Linked DNA regions of Mus musculus: region 2 is linked to region 1. The links are chromatin contacts, called in public promoter capture Hi-C maps. All regions are on one chromosome and are shown on one strand. The core of a region is the stretch at or near the end of the contact, and the rest is flanking DNA. Distances in the headings are between cores, read along the strand shown.

Region 1 (6,433 bases), core at 3,691-6,190:
AAAAAAAAGCTCAGTATTTAGATGGTGTAGGTCAGAAGATCATGAGTTCAAGGCCAACTTGGGCTACTTGAAGAAAGTAAAAGGTATTTCCTTTTTTTTTTTTTAATTTTTATTTTTTTTAATTAGGTATTTTCCTCATTTACATTTCCAATGCTATCCCAAAAGTCCCCCATACCCTCCCCCCAACTCCCCTACCCACTCCCACTTTTTGGCCCCAGCGTTCCCCTGTGCTGGGGCATATAAAGTTTGCAAGTTAAAAGGTATTTCCATATTATACAATGAAACAATTTACTCAAAAGATTTACTCACAAATAGAACAGGATAGTTTAAAACTACATATTTACTCCTGTAACTTACAAGTTCTCTATCATTTGTTACTGTAGTCTTAAATAGGTTTTCTTTCTTTGTTTGCTTGTTTTGGTGTTTTGGACTCACCTCTGGGCCTCTTTCATGCTACTGATGGTCCCCCAAAACGTTTTAAACAATCCGTATAGATAGGTACATATACTATGTATGTATACCGCTTTCATTAAAGAAAAGAAGAAAGGAAAAGAAAAAAAACAGGTGGAGATGCCGCCAGGTATTGAGGAGCCATGTTCTAATGGCTGCTCACAGCAACTGACAGACAGGTCCCTTTGGTAAAATGAACACACAGAGCTGAGGTCAGATCAAGGACAGCCTCGTGGCTGTCACAGATATTCAGTCTAGGCATCAGTCAAGTCGAAGGAAACTACAGAGAGGAAGGACAGTCCATTTACTGGCCCCAGGTAAGTTTAGTTTGGTAGTAACTTGTTTGCAAAGTTACTTATAAGTTCTTCTTTAAATCAAGTTTTTGGTTAACCTCCAGGGTCCAGGGTGGAAGAGTGAACCCTGACAGGCCTACATGGGTAACAATGCTCTCTTTCAACACAGTATTTGGAGATGCTATATCATTTAAAGGCCCAGTGGGGTTTAAGACAACAAACAAAATATTATGAATTCGAACATCTGAGGAAACCAGCTTTCTGCACCTTTGGTTCCTATCAGCTCAGTCTGGGGAAAGACAAATGAAAGAGAAATAAAGAGGAATTAAATCATCTTATATTTGCAAAAAATGTTTAATGTTATTTCAAGCCAAAAACTTCTGACAGCAGGTGCACAGTGTATCAAGACGCCAGGAAATATCAACTTTAGTAATTCTTTTGTTAGGAAGTATAGAGACCAAGCAAGGAAAAAGGAAATACACTTTGCAATGAGTATGACAAGCAAGACTAAATTAGTTCTTTGTACCTTCAACATGTCTTCAGTGTGAAGATAAATGATCCACTGCAGAAACCCCAAGTAACACTTCCCTGGGCCCAACCCACTTCAGGAAGCAAATAACATTTTGTAGGCCAAACTCACTGCAGGAAGCAAGTAAGGAATTGCAGGCCTAACCTACTGCAGGAACCCTGAGTAACACTTGGCAATTTATTAACACATGTTGGAAGTCGAGCTGGTAACACAACAGTATCCATAGTTAAGTGTGTGATTGAGGCGTTTGTCCTAATTTTCTCAGTGGGGGGTGGGGTGGGGAAATACCATTTACCAGTCTAAAGTTTAGAAGAAAACTTTCTGAGACTGCTACTGGAAAAACAAGTTTACATTTTTTGGAAAAAGGGTGTTTATCCAGCCAGTCACATGCCTGAGACAGAGTCAACATTCAGGCACCAGGTAAGGTGGATGAAAGCCAATCACAAGAGAGAACTGAGTCTCAGTAGGTCCCATCTTGCTAAGGCTAATCATCAAAAGACAAGGCACAAAAAAGCAGCCACCCCTCACCCCCTTCTGCAAGCTTCAGAGTTCTTCACAGCTGTTTGTAATCAACGCTTGGTTAACTCAGCTCTGCCCCTCTAGCCCTCCCCTTGAAACAAACAGGATATTGTTCTATTATTATGGAACTAATATTTTCAGATTTTTGGCTTGTGAAGAGCACTTAGGTAGAACGCTGACTACTTAGCTCCTGTGGACCCGCTTGCCCATGACTTCTCACTCATTCACACTCTGCAGACTCCACACTACTGTTAACAGGGACCACACACTCTCTCCTCCCAACACACCTCCTCTATTTTCACTTGTGTCTGAGCAGGAGGAAAGTGGTCCTCCTGATTGACAAGCAATCCTTTGCTGCCCTTTGTAACTCAGATCTCACAGCAAGCCTCCTACCTCCCATGGCTTCTCTGTATCTTATCCTTCCTTCCTTTCATTTCCAACCTGTCCATACAGGCTCCCTCCTGGTAAACTACCAGGAAGGAAAGTCGGGAGTGATTCAGAAAGAGAGTAATTCTTACCCTTTGCAACTTACTTCCTTGGTTTAATGAAACTATTAAGTGTGCTCATCACCAAAATTTTCCAGACTCAGTCCTATACTCCAACCTAGTCAGCTATGTTGCTGCTGTCTATAAGATTTCCTGGGGCTTTCTTGTGGGCACCTTCTCTGCTTTATAACTGTAGCTATCTGTCTGCCTTCCCTTTAGCTGAAGTCTTTCATGTCCATCTTCCTGGCAAGCATCAATCTGGATGACCTAAATCTCTGAGGCATCAGGACCAACATCCCTTACCTTTTCTTCCCAGATTCTCTAAGCCTCTTGATGTTCCTGTTTGCTATCATTTTCTGGCCACTAACTCTTGATCTTTATACAGCTGTATCAAGAGATGAAGAACCAACTCACTTGCTAGGAACTAAGATTTTGCTTCAACTATCTCTCATATTAGTCCCAAGTAATGGAATATAATACTAGTATCTTTACCTTGTTTCAGTAAACCTTGTTGCTAGAGAAATAGACCTGACCATTCAAGATTAAGATTTCTCAGACTAATGTGTATATAAATCACACAGTGATCTATTACAAGGCAGGTGCTTAGTAGGTTGGGAGGTACTTGATTCTGGAGGTCTAACGTGGTTCCAAGTGATAATGCTGTTAGGCGAAGAATACACACACACACACACACACACACACACGCACACACGCACACACGCTCCCCAAAATGGTCTCAATATAATTTCCAACCCCCATTCTTCTTGCTGTCTTAAGTCCACCATCTATCAGAATTCTACCCATTTTTAAGAACCAAATCATTCTGTCACAGCCATTTCTTATCTATAAACCTACCTCATCCCTTGCCTTACACAGCATACACCAGCAAACTGTGCATCACCCATGACAGTTCCTTTGTACTGCTTTCTACTGTTCATTTGAACCGCCCTACAGTTAGGACCTTCTGCTTCATCCCGATTGCTGGATTGACTGCGTATTCCTTCCAAGAGCAGAGGCTTCCTGCTCTACCTCCATAACCCCAGGGGTTCTGCTCAGCTTTAGAAAGTCCCTGCTGCTGCAGGTGTGTGTTCTAAGGAAAACAGAATAGTTCTCTCTACTTCGTGTAATTTACTCTTCACAGCTGTTTCACTCATCTAGGAGAGTTCATACATTCGCAAATAGATGAAATTGTATTCTTTATTACTTAAACATTCTTAAATATAACTATTCAAATGGTGTATGGAGAATTTTAGGGCTTGCCCTGTTTATTTCTGGTAATCACTGGGTACCTAGATCAAGGTTCTGATACTTTTTATAATCTATAACTACTATGTTACAAACTTAGATATGTTCTAATTTAGATGCAGCTCTTAATTTACCTAATGCTCTTTTAGCATTCTTTCTATTAAATAGTGCCACTTTCTCCACACATGCTATCTGAAAAATACTTTATTAAAGTATTTTACATTCTGTGCAGACTTTGAAAATTGCTTTAAAACTTGTCTCTTGAATTTGTATGTTTATAAGGCTAAGAAATCCAACTGAAATAAACTATGCTAACCCCCTTTAAATATCAAAAAGCTGCTAGGATAAAAGAACCCAAGCACACTCCTTAAACTTTAACCTCTAAGTGTGTTCGGAGCTCTTGAGAGTGCTTGTTCTTACCCAGAAAAGGTCTGGTTTAGTAAAACCGGGGCGGAGCCTAGAAAACTGTCCATTTAACCAGCATCCCCCTGGTAATTCTGATGCAGGTGTTCCCGCATATCTCAATTAGAGAAACAGAAAATCAAAACCCTCGACCAGGAGCCACAACAGACTTGTATTTGAAGGATAAATGTAGGCATCTCTTTTGAAAGTCGTTTTACCTGTCGCAACAGAATCAGGACAGAACGAGTCAAGTATTTGGGAATGGGAGTGTAAAGTGCATATGGTTAAAGCCCGAAAACAATGAAAGCGGGGAAGTGACTTTCTTCCCTAAGCCGGGTGTTGCATTCTCCAGGCATCCCTCATCCTCCTTTAAAGATGCTGTTGCCCTCCCACAGCCAGGACCAGGCAGGCGCTCAGAGTGGGACAGGAAGGTGTCGCGGCTCTCTGCTTTGTCCGCAGTCACTCGCATCCCTGCGAGAGGTGCCCCGACCCTAGTTCCCAACCTCTCACCTGCCGCGAGGCCGCAGTTCCACGTCGTCATCGGGCTCCGTCGCGCGTGACTCCGGTTCGCCAGCGGCAGCCGGCAATGCCTCGGCGTCCTCCACGGTCACTTCGGCCGTTGCCACCGCAGGCACCCGCGCGGCCGAAGTCGGGGCGGCCGCTGCCCCTAAGCCAAACACTGTCTCCGACGCGGGAGCAAGCAAACTGCGGGCGGGCGCGACCGCCGAGATCCCCGCCGCGCAGCCCAGCAGCAGGAACAGAAGCAGCAGCAGCGCGCGCGGCCCGGGCCGGGTGGCGCGCTCCATCAGCGGCCCGCCCCACGCGCGGGCATGGAGACCCTGCCGTCGGCGCCCGCCCGTCTCGCCGCTCGGAGCCTCGGAGCACTGCGAGCGCGCGCCACGGACCCCGCCGCCTCTCGACTTCGCGCCGCAGCAGCAGAGCTGCCCGGCCACGTCTCAGCCACTGCCACCTGAGTGACAGCCTTGTGCAGACATCGCCCATTGAGCGAGGGTTCCGTGCGTCTGCTCTGCGATTGGTTGCGCGCCTTGCCACTCCGAGCCAGGCAGACGCGTTCCTTGTTGTCAACATTATACCTACCAATCAAATTGTAGTTTTCCCTGTGGCAGTCCGGCCCTTTTCCGGGAACGACGGCCAATGAGAAATGCCCCTCCCCAGAGTCTTCTTAGGCGATTGGTGAATCATTTCAGTTCCCTAATGCCACTTCTGGAACGGATTGGTCCATTCCCTGATTGGCCTCGCCCCTCAAAGTGAGGCGCTGGGAAAAGCTTGGAGATTATTGGTGAAAGTGGATGCTCCTCAAAGGCCTGAGCTAACTGCTTCTTGATTGGTTGGAAGCGGCACTTAGTACGTGGCCGATTCTGAGTGTGAAGAGGACCGTCCCCTGTGAAAGGAAGAAGAGTGGAAAGGAGTCCCGGGTGGCCGGGAGGTGGCTGATCTTAAAGGGATAGATGCTTTTGCTATTCCCAAGCCGAATTTATTTGGAAAGAAGGGATGAGAGTTGGGGGAAAGTGACTGCACAGGTCATGTGTCCTTAGAAGTTCAGGAGTTGCCCAATTTGTGGCTAGGAAGGTATTAAGAATTACAATTACAGCTTTGATAGAGATGACAGTGATCTGTAGAACAGATAACCCAGAGCGCCCGGAACGCCTCTTAACCTGTTTATAAAGGAGGATCCCAGGCCTGGCGCACTTGAAGTAATCTGCACAAGGTCACACAGTCACAAAAATTTATTAAGTCTCCCGGTTGGTTTGGCATGCTTTACACTGCCCTCAGGAGAAATAGAACGACAACGACCAAAGTGGGGAAGGTTCAAATGTTTGACCAAAGCGTTTAAAATTCTCTTAAAGTAGTTGCGAATACCCTGAAGATTTCAGAGCTGGTGTGTGGAAGAGTAAGAAGTTGCATCCTTCAGCAGTGTACTCAGAACACCAACCAAACACTGGGAAGATTTTTAATGATGTTGGCAGTTTGTGTACGCTGGTCTCCATCTGCATGAAGCACACTTAATTTCCACTCAGCCCCAATCCCTATAAACCCATTTCTCCCTTTAGTTCTCACCACATTCCTTCTCTCTTCTGTACAACAAATCTCTAAAGCGCCTTGTCTTCCTGTCCTCTCTCATCTCACACACACTGCACAGGCATTAGTATTCCTCAGCTCCACCCAGATTGCTCTGATTCACTCACATGGTTTTAATAAATTCGAAGAGGAGTCCCGTTTTTCCTCCTAAGTGTCCTCCACTGTGGAACTCAGCCTTTCCTCTATGAGACATTTTGTCCCTTGTTTTCCTGCTTCCCTACAGGGCAGGATATGACCTTCAACTTACCCTGTGTTGCTTAGGATGAAAGCCAAGGACCGGAAGTTCTTGCCCTGTATATTAATTCTCCAGGGCTGTCATAGCAAATTCCCTCTAGCATATGTGTTCTAGAGGCTAGAATTCCTCCATCGGGAGCCATCAGAATCGAGTTCTTCTGAGGCCCCTTTTGGTT
Region 2 (6,691 bases), core at 2,352-4,851, 110 kb before region 1:
TATTTTTGTGCACAGAACGTTCCCCCACCCCCCTTATGTTCCAAGACACTTTAGTGCATGTCTAAAATCAAACAGTGCCAAACCCTACCCAGCCTATGCTTCTTCCTATGATAAAGGAATATGTAAATTAGGTAGAATATGTAAATTAGGTAGAATAACAGTTATTGTAAGCCGAGTGAATGAGATCTATTTCTGGGATTTGAAGATGGTTTCCTGTATCCCTGGCTGGCCTTAGATTTCCTCAAGTTCTGCTGCCTCTCCCTGAGATTACACCTCCTTCCCTGAGAGAGATACACTGCCATCCATGCCCATCCTGCAGTGCTGACGATCACGGCAGGCAAGCGATCCCACTGAACTGCGCCCCAGTCCTGTTCTCTTCTTTCTCTGTTTCCTTTCTGTTGGTTGAGACAAGGCCTTGAATAGCCCAGGCAAAGCCACAACCTACTATGCTGATGAAGCTGGGGTCCCAAACTGATCCATCCTCTTGTCTCTACTTCCTAAGTTCTAGAAATACAGGTTCTGTGCCTCAATGCCTGGTTTGTAACTTGCTGCTTAATTATTTGGGGCAGCAAATGACCCAGCTTTAGTAAAACCGAGGGTTTGGGAAGCTCACTACAGCACACATTGAACCACCAGGAAATCAGATTAAATGTTGACCAAGGTGCTCCCTGGGTCATCCTCATTACAAGGAAAAAGTCAGAGTAAGTTCTTCCAGCTAGTTCTATGTAATAGTAGCATCCACTACTTAACATCCTAAGACCTAATTTTATTTCTGAGACACCTGCCACCTTCTCTAACTCCTGATCCAAGCCATGTAAACTTGCAAAATTACAAAATTCTGATGCTACTTAAACCATGATCTTCCATTTGTTTGCTAAAACAGTAAGTTAACATACAGTAAATTAATTTGGGCTTAACTGATGATGTAGCTGGCACAACAGCTAACAGATTTACTACAACTTTTTCTGAAAAAAATATGCAAGTCCTACAACTGAAAAGAATATCATTTTTTTAAAACGACAGTGTCAAAATGGTAGTTAAAAAAAATTACTACCCAGCAATCAACTAAGTCTTAACAATTCAACTGATGTGTGTCTGCAGAACAAGAAAACTGGGAATCAACCTCCCATGTTCATCACTGAATAGAATACATCCCTGTAAGATCAAGATGTCCACTGTGAAAATTCTGCACTCATTTAAAATACACACGAGACTTGCCTTCTGTAGGAAAGAAATGCCCTCCTATAACTGAAGTGGGACATATCTCGATCACCTCAGAAGGATTTCCCCCAAACAGCTTTTCCTAACTTGGCCTTTGCTGTTTCAAGGTCTTAACCTACTGCTTTGCAGTGACTGCTCTCATAGATAAGCTCAGATGTCTCTCAGCTCTGTGGAGACAGGCAACAGGACCACAGCCCTCATTTTCAGATGAGAGATGAGGTGCAGACTGGATACCTGCTGTATATGCCCAGTTACACACACAACTGTCATCATGGAGAAGCAGCGTTAAAGTAGACTGTCTCCTAACCTTCTCTCTCTCTCTCTCTCTCTCTCTCTCTCTCTCTCTCTCTCTCTCTCTCTCAACTATGTAGCTCTGCCTATCCCAGAACTCGCTATGTAGATCAGGCTGGCCTTAAACTCAAGAGATATGCCTGTCTTTGCCTCTGTAAAGAGTGTACACACACACACACACACACACACACACACACACAGAGAGAGAGAGAATGAATCTGTAACTATCTGGATAGGTCTATTGAGCCATCTTGGTATCACTATCTTTTCTTCATCCTCTCCCAGTGCAAGAGGGTAAACCCAAGATCTCAATATACCAGGCAAGTGCTGTATTTTTTGAGCTCCACCCCCAACCTCCAAATACTTGGTTCAAGCCATCACTGCCCACTGAGTCCTACTGACATATCCCGAAATGTCCACTTCATTTGGTAGTTTTTTAAAAAGCTTTCCCAGATACAATATTTTTTGAACTTTTTAAAGTTCAAAGGAATACATGTGACAACTGATATAATAATCTTGGGTGGTTTAGAGACTAAGTCAGGAAGTTGCATCGTCAAAAACTGCACGTCCTGTACAAGTGTCACCACCGGGCACTAATGGCTATCATCAAGATACCTGATGTATCCAAATGAAAATGTGTTGTAAAACATACACAGAATGTGAGATTTAAGAGAAAGTCTACGAAGCTGACCTTGAACTCTCTGATCCTCCAGTCTCTACCTCCTAAATGATAAGGTATGCCTAATCACATTAACTTTTTAAATGTACTTTGCACTTTACAGCATCAGCACTAGAAAACTGCTCCAGAGTGAATTCTACAGAGTAGTGTAATTCAATGGTAGAGCTAATCCTTTGCATATCTGAGACCCTGGGTTCCATCCCCCAATACAACCGCTCTGGCTTCATTCAAGAAGCCTCAAGCAAGAATCTGTTTCTTGGTAAGCTTCACTCCTCTTCCACCTCCCTCTGCCAGGTAAGGGAGTACTCAGAACCCAGCCCTATGCAGTCTTCTTCACTCAAGGTACAGGATTGAGACTAGCAGGAAGCCAATTCGGGGTGCTCGTATCTTAACTTACCCAAACCTCAGTTAGCCCACAAAGGGAGATCGATCCTTAGGAATTCAAAGGAGGAAATGAGGCCCAATGTCCTCTTTCATCATTTGTAACACCCTGCTTCTGAGAGTCCCTGTCCCTGTCCGATCTATCTTCCTGTGACTTACGCTGTTCCTTGAATCGACCTCCTGTTTGAGAGTATGGACTTTTTGGTTTAGCCCTCTAGCTTCTGCTCTGAGTGTGAGGGACCATGTCTTCTGTGGAGATCTGATGTTTCCTGCATCCCTACCAGACCAGGTTTGGGTGACTAACCCCTCATGTTCTCCGCTCTAGTAATGAGAAGGCCCCACGGTCGCGCACAGACCGGATCTTGGGCTCCGGCTCTCAGGACCTATAAGTGCGCGGCTTCGCGGCCGGAAAGCACCTGCCCAACCATCCTCACCTGGGTCGTCCTCGTCGCGGGGCACCTTCTTAAAGCAGTCGTTGAGTGATAGGTTGTGGCGGATGGAGTTCTGCCAGCCGGCCTTGCTGCGCTGGTAGAAAGGGAAGTTATCGGCGACGAACTGGTAAATGTGGCTGAGGGTGAGTTTGCGCTCAGGCGCGCTCTGGATGGCCATAGCGATGAGCGCCGAGTACGAGTAGGGTGGTCGCACCATCTTCATCAGGTCCTCGCGGCTGGCCATCGACAGCCAGCCCAGCTCGCCAGGGGCTGCCGAGCCGGCGGGCGAGGCGGGTGCGGACGCCGAGGGCTGCGCGAAGCCCCGCTGGGCGCCCGCGAAGGTGCCCGGAGCGGCTGGAGGCTGCAGGAAGGGTCCGGGCGCAGCTCCGGGAGGCGGCGGCGGGGCCCCTAGGTAGCTGGCAGCGGAGGCTGGGCCGCCCACGCCGGGCCCATTGAGCCACAGGTAGGGGTTGGCGGCTGCAGCGGGCGGTGCGGCGTAGTCGGACAGCCCATAGGGTGCCCTGGAGGTCGGGGGCGCACCAGGCGCGGCGGCGGGCTGCGAGTATACGAAGTTGTCGCCGCAATACAGGGCCATGTCGGCGACCGAGGGCTGGTGCAGAGCGGCAGCGGCTTTGGGAGAGCGGGGCTGGCCACGGCACTTCGGAGAGAGCATCCCTTGGCGGACCAACCCTACGGCCCGCCCTGGCCTCCGCTGCGACTACCGACTTGGAGCGCTGAGGAGCTCGCCGAGGGCGGGGGTACCGCGTCTCTTATACCTGGGAGGCTGGGCGACCAAGGCTCCACAGTCCACGCCCTCGCCACGCCCCATGTGCCCGGGAGCAGAATGCAGCCTCCTTTGCCCCGCCTGCCTGGTCCCCGCTGCTTTCTGCTAGCTCCGGAGTCAAGGTGAAAAGCGTCCATCGGTCCTTCCTTTATCCGGCCCTCCTGTCCTACGGTCTGGTCATCCATCCTTCTCGCCTCCCCTCCATCCTCCCATCTTAGCCCGCGTACGATCAACCTACTCTAAAAAGCAGAGTACTGAAACAACAGACAGACTTCACCAACTGGACCGGCTGGTCCCTAAAAAGCTGGTGAATCCGTTTGAGTGGATTGACTACTTATTTGCTCTAGCCTCCACTTCCCTTTCTAACAAGTCCCAAAGTTTTAAAACTTTTTTTTTTCATTCGAAGTATTCATATTTAGCACAGCACTCACGTTCGGTCTCCATCGATCAGCTCCATGCCATCAAAAATAATAGATGTGAATGCATGAATGACAACCCGACAGGCACCCTTTCTTCCCGACTCTGGGCCAAGTGTGAAATGGTTCTCAAGTTTTTGTTTTGTTTTGTTTTTTTACTGTCTCTTTTTGTGGTGATTCATCTTTCTAGTTAAACCGTATGTTTGTTTACAATCAGGAAGCACTGTTCATTTCATTTCACCCGGTTTGTTCCGAATTTTGGTGTGCAGTTATTTTTCAAAAGGTAAATTTGCAAAGACGGCTAGGTAAGTGGCTTTGGAATTAACATTTAAAAGCAGAAAGCTTAAAGTAGTTCAAGACGCGCTTATAGCCTGGGTCTTTTTATTCTCAGCTTCTCCGAGTTTTGAAGGGGTTCTCTGAGCATCAGGAGAGCAATTAGCTAAATACTGTGTCGACCCAACGACCCAAAACGACAGCGAGAAAATTATCTCTTTTACCATCCAAAATATTTCTAAAGGTGTTCTTGATAAAAACAGATCTGAAAGTTCTCCTTTAAGCGGCGAAGTTATTGGTGGCTTTTTTTTTCTATTTTCGGATTACAGCCTGACAGTTTAGAATATTACTAAAGAATCCCCGCACCCACATTTATTTATGTACATGATTGTCTTAGTTTTGTACTTTAAACTTTTTACCTCTTAAAAAAACAAAATAGAAAACAAACAAAAGCCAGACCGGGTCTGTCGACAAGGTGACTGAACGGTAAGGGCACTTCCCGCCTAAAGCCTGGAGTTTGATCCCTGGGATGAAGGAGAAAACCCGACGCGGGAAAGTTATATGATTTGACTCGCTGTGACACCCGCACCACATAAGTGAGTAAATAAAGTAATTTTAAAAATTAAAATCAGAGTTATGTACTTAGCAAACTTGAAAGCCTAAAATGTTTATCTCATTTGAAAGTAAGCGATCCTCTTTTCTGGAACCAGAGAGATATTACTGCAACTGTAAAACACCTGCTTCTTTGAAGACGTTTGGAAGAGTCTGAAAAGAGAAATTATGACTCCTTAACGATATTTTAGTTTAAAACACATTTTTCTTTATTTAGATAAAAAACAAAACAGGCTTCCCATTCCTCCAAATGGCTTTGGTTTTAGGTGAGGCTTTTCCTGAAATGTTAACAAGGTGGAAAACTATGACCCAGCTTGGCAAGCACTTATAATTTTATAACTCCCTACTGGGTATTCGTTTTCTTAAGTATAAAGGTGTGAGCTAAAGCTAAGATGACAGGGTCTAGGTAAAAGTTGGGGACCTAGAGGGCAATCACACACACACACACACACATACACACACACACACACACACACACACGCACACACGCACACACACACACACACACACGCACACACTTTAAATAACTAACGTTTCTGTAGAGTGACCTGAAGTGTAAAGCATGGGAAGTGAGTGTTCAGAAGGCTTCAATACTCAGTTTGCTTTCATTCTAAATGGAAGTAAAGAATGAAGAGACAGACTCTATCTTCCTTTTTGTAACTGTTCTTCACAATATAATTCTTTCCCTGGTCTCCTAACAAATTGCTTAACCATACACAGTTTGCGATTGTTCTCCTGGGTCTAATTTTAAAGCCGCCCATCTATTCTAAAGGAGAGGAGGGGGCCACAGTTTTCAGGATGTGGTCTATTGTTTTGATTAAAAGTTCTGCTTAGCAGATCATGTTCTGAGTCTTTTATAAATTTATTTAAAAGGAGCAGAGCCACCTACCGACCTTTTGCAGCTGTTACAGCGTTTCCCGGGGTAGTTGGAAATCACGTTCTTCTAGTGTAGGTCCAAAGACAAGCTTCAGTGTACTCATAAAAATAAAAATTAAAAAAAGAAAGAGAAAGAAACATGGGTACATAGGTTTGCTGGCATTGTCTCCTCTTTCTAGAAGAGGGACAGGGCCATATGAATTGAAAATGACCTTGGTTGCTCTTCATTTAAAATGCCAACCAATGTGGACAAGTGCTGCATGTGGTTGTTTCCAAAAATTGGAAATCATGGGTGGCTCAGTGAGTAACGGTGTATGCTACCAGGCTTACGATCTATGTACAGTCCTTGGGACCCATACAGTGGAAGGAAAGAACTGACTCCCTCAAGTTGTACACACACAGAGAGAGACAGAGACAGAGGGGCAGAGAGAGAGAACAAACAGATAAATAATAAACCAATGTAATTTTAAAATCCGAGAACCATCACTGTACCCGTGTTTCCTACAAGGCTTTCTATCTGGCATGTTATAGTCAGCGCTCCAGTGCATCAACCTTCAAGTAAATCAAAACTTCACTGAAGTTGAATTCTTTCCCCCTCTGGCAGTGTAGCCCAAGCTGGCCCGAACTTTCAGCAATCCAGCTGCCTCGGATTTGCGAGTGTTTAGGATTGCAGGTGGGCCCAATCGTCCTGCCTGAAGGGACCGTCCCCCCACCCCCTTACCAAATA

Evidence for each region. Promoter capture Hi-C pulls out the DNA fragments that hold promoters and counts their contacts.
Region 2: a contact with region 1 is called in a promoter capture Hi-C map of embryonic stem cells. The contact joins the promoter of Foxi3 here to the promoter of Eif2ak3 in region 1. A contact is called at or near these places in 3 of 39 promoter capture datasets (cranial neural crest and embryonic stem cells), 3 of 484 Hi-C or Micro-C datasets (embryonic stem cells and nephron progenitors) and 2 of 115 datasets of contacts at active chromatin or transcription factors (both in embryonic stem cells).

What each region holds. Positions count from the first base shown.
Region 1 is chr6:70,843,022-70,849,454 of GRCm38.p6, reverse strand. Eif2ak3 (eukaryotic translation initiation factor 2 alpha kinase 3) reads right to left here and starts at 4,940. Exons shown (of 17, transcript NM_010121.3): 1 at 4,434-4,940. The coding sequence starts at 4,729.
Region 2 is chr6:70,953,516-70,960,206 of GRCm38.p6, reverse strand. It overlaps Foxi3 (forkhead box I3), which reads right to left and starts at 3,601. Exons shown (of 2, transcript NM_001101464.1): 1 at 3,007-3,601. The coding sequence starts at 3,598.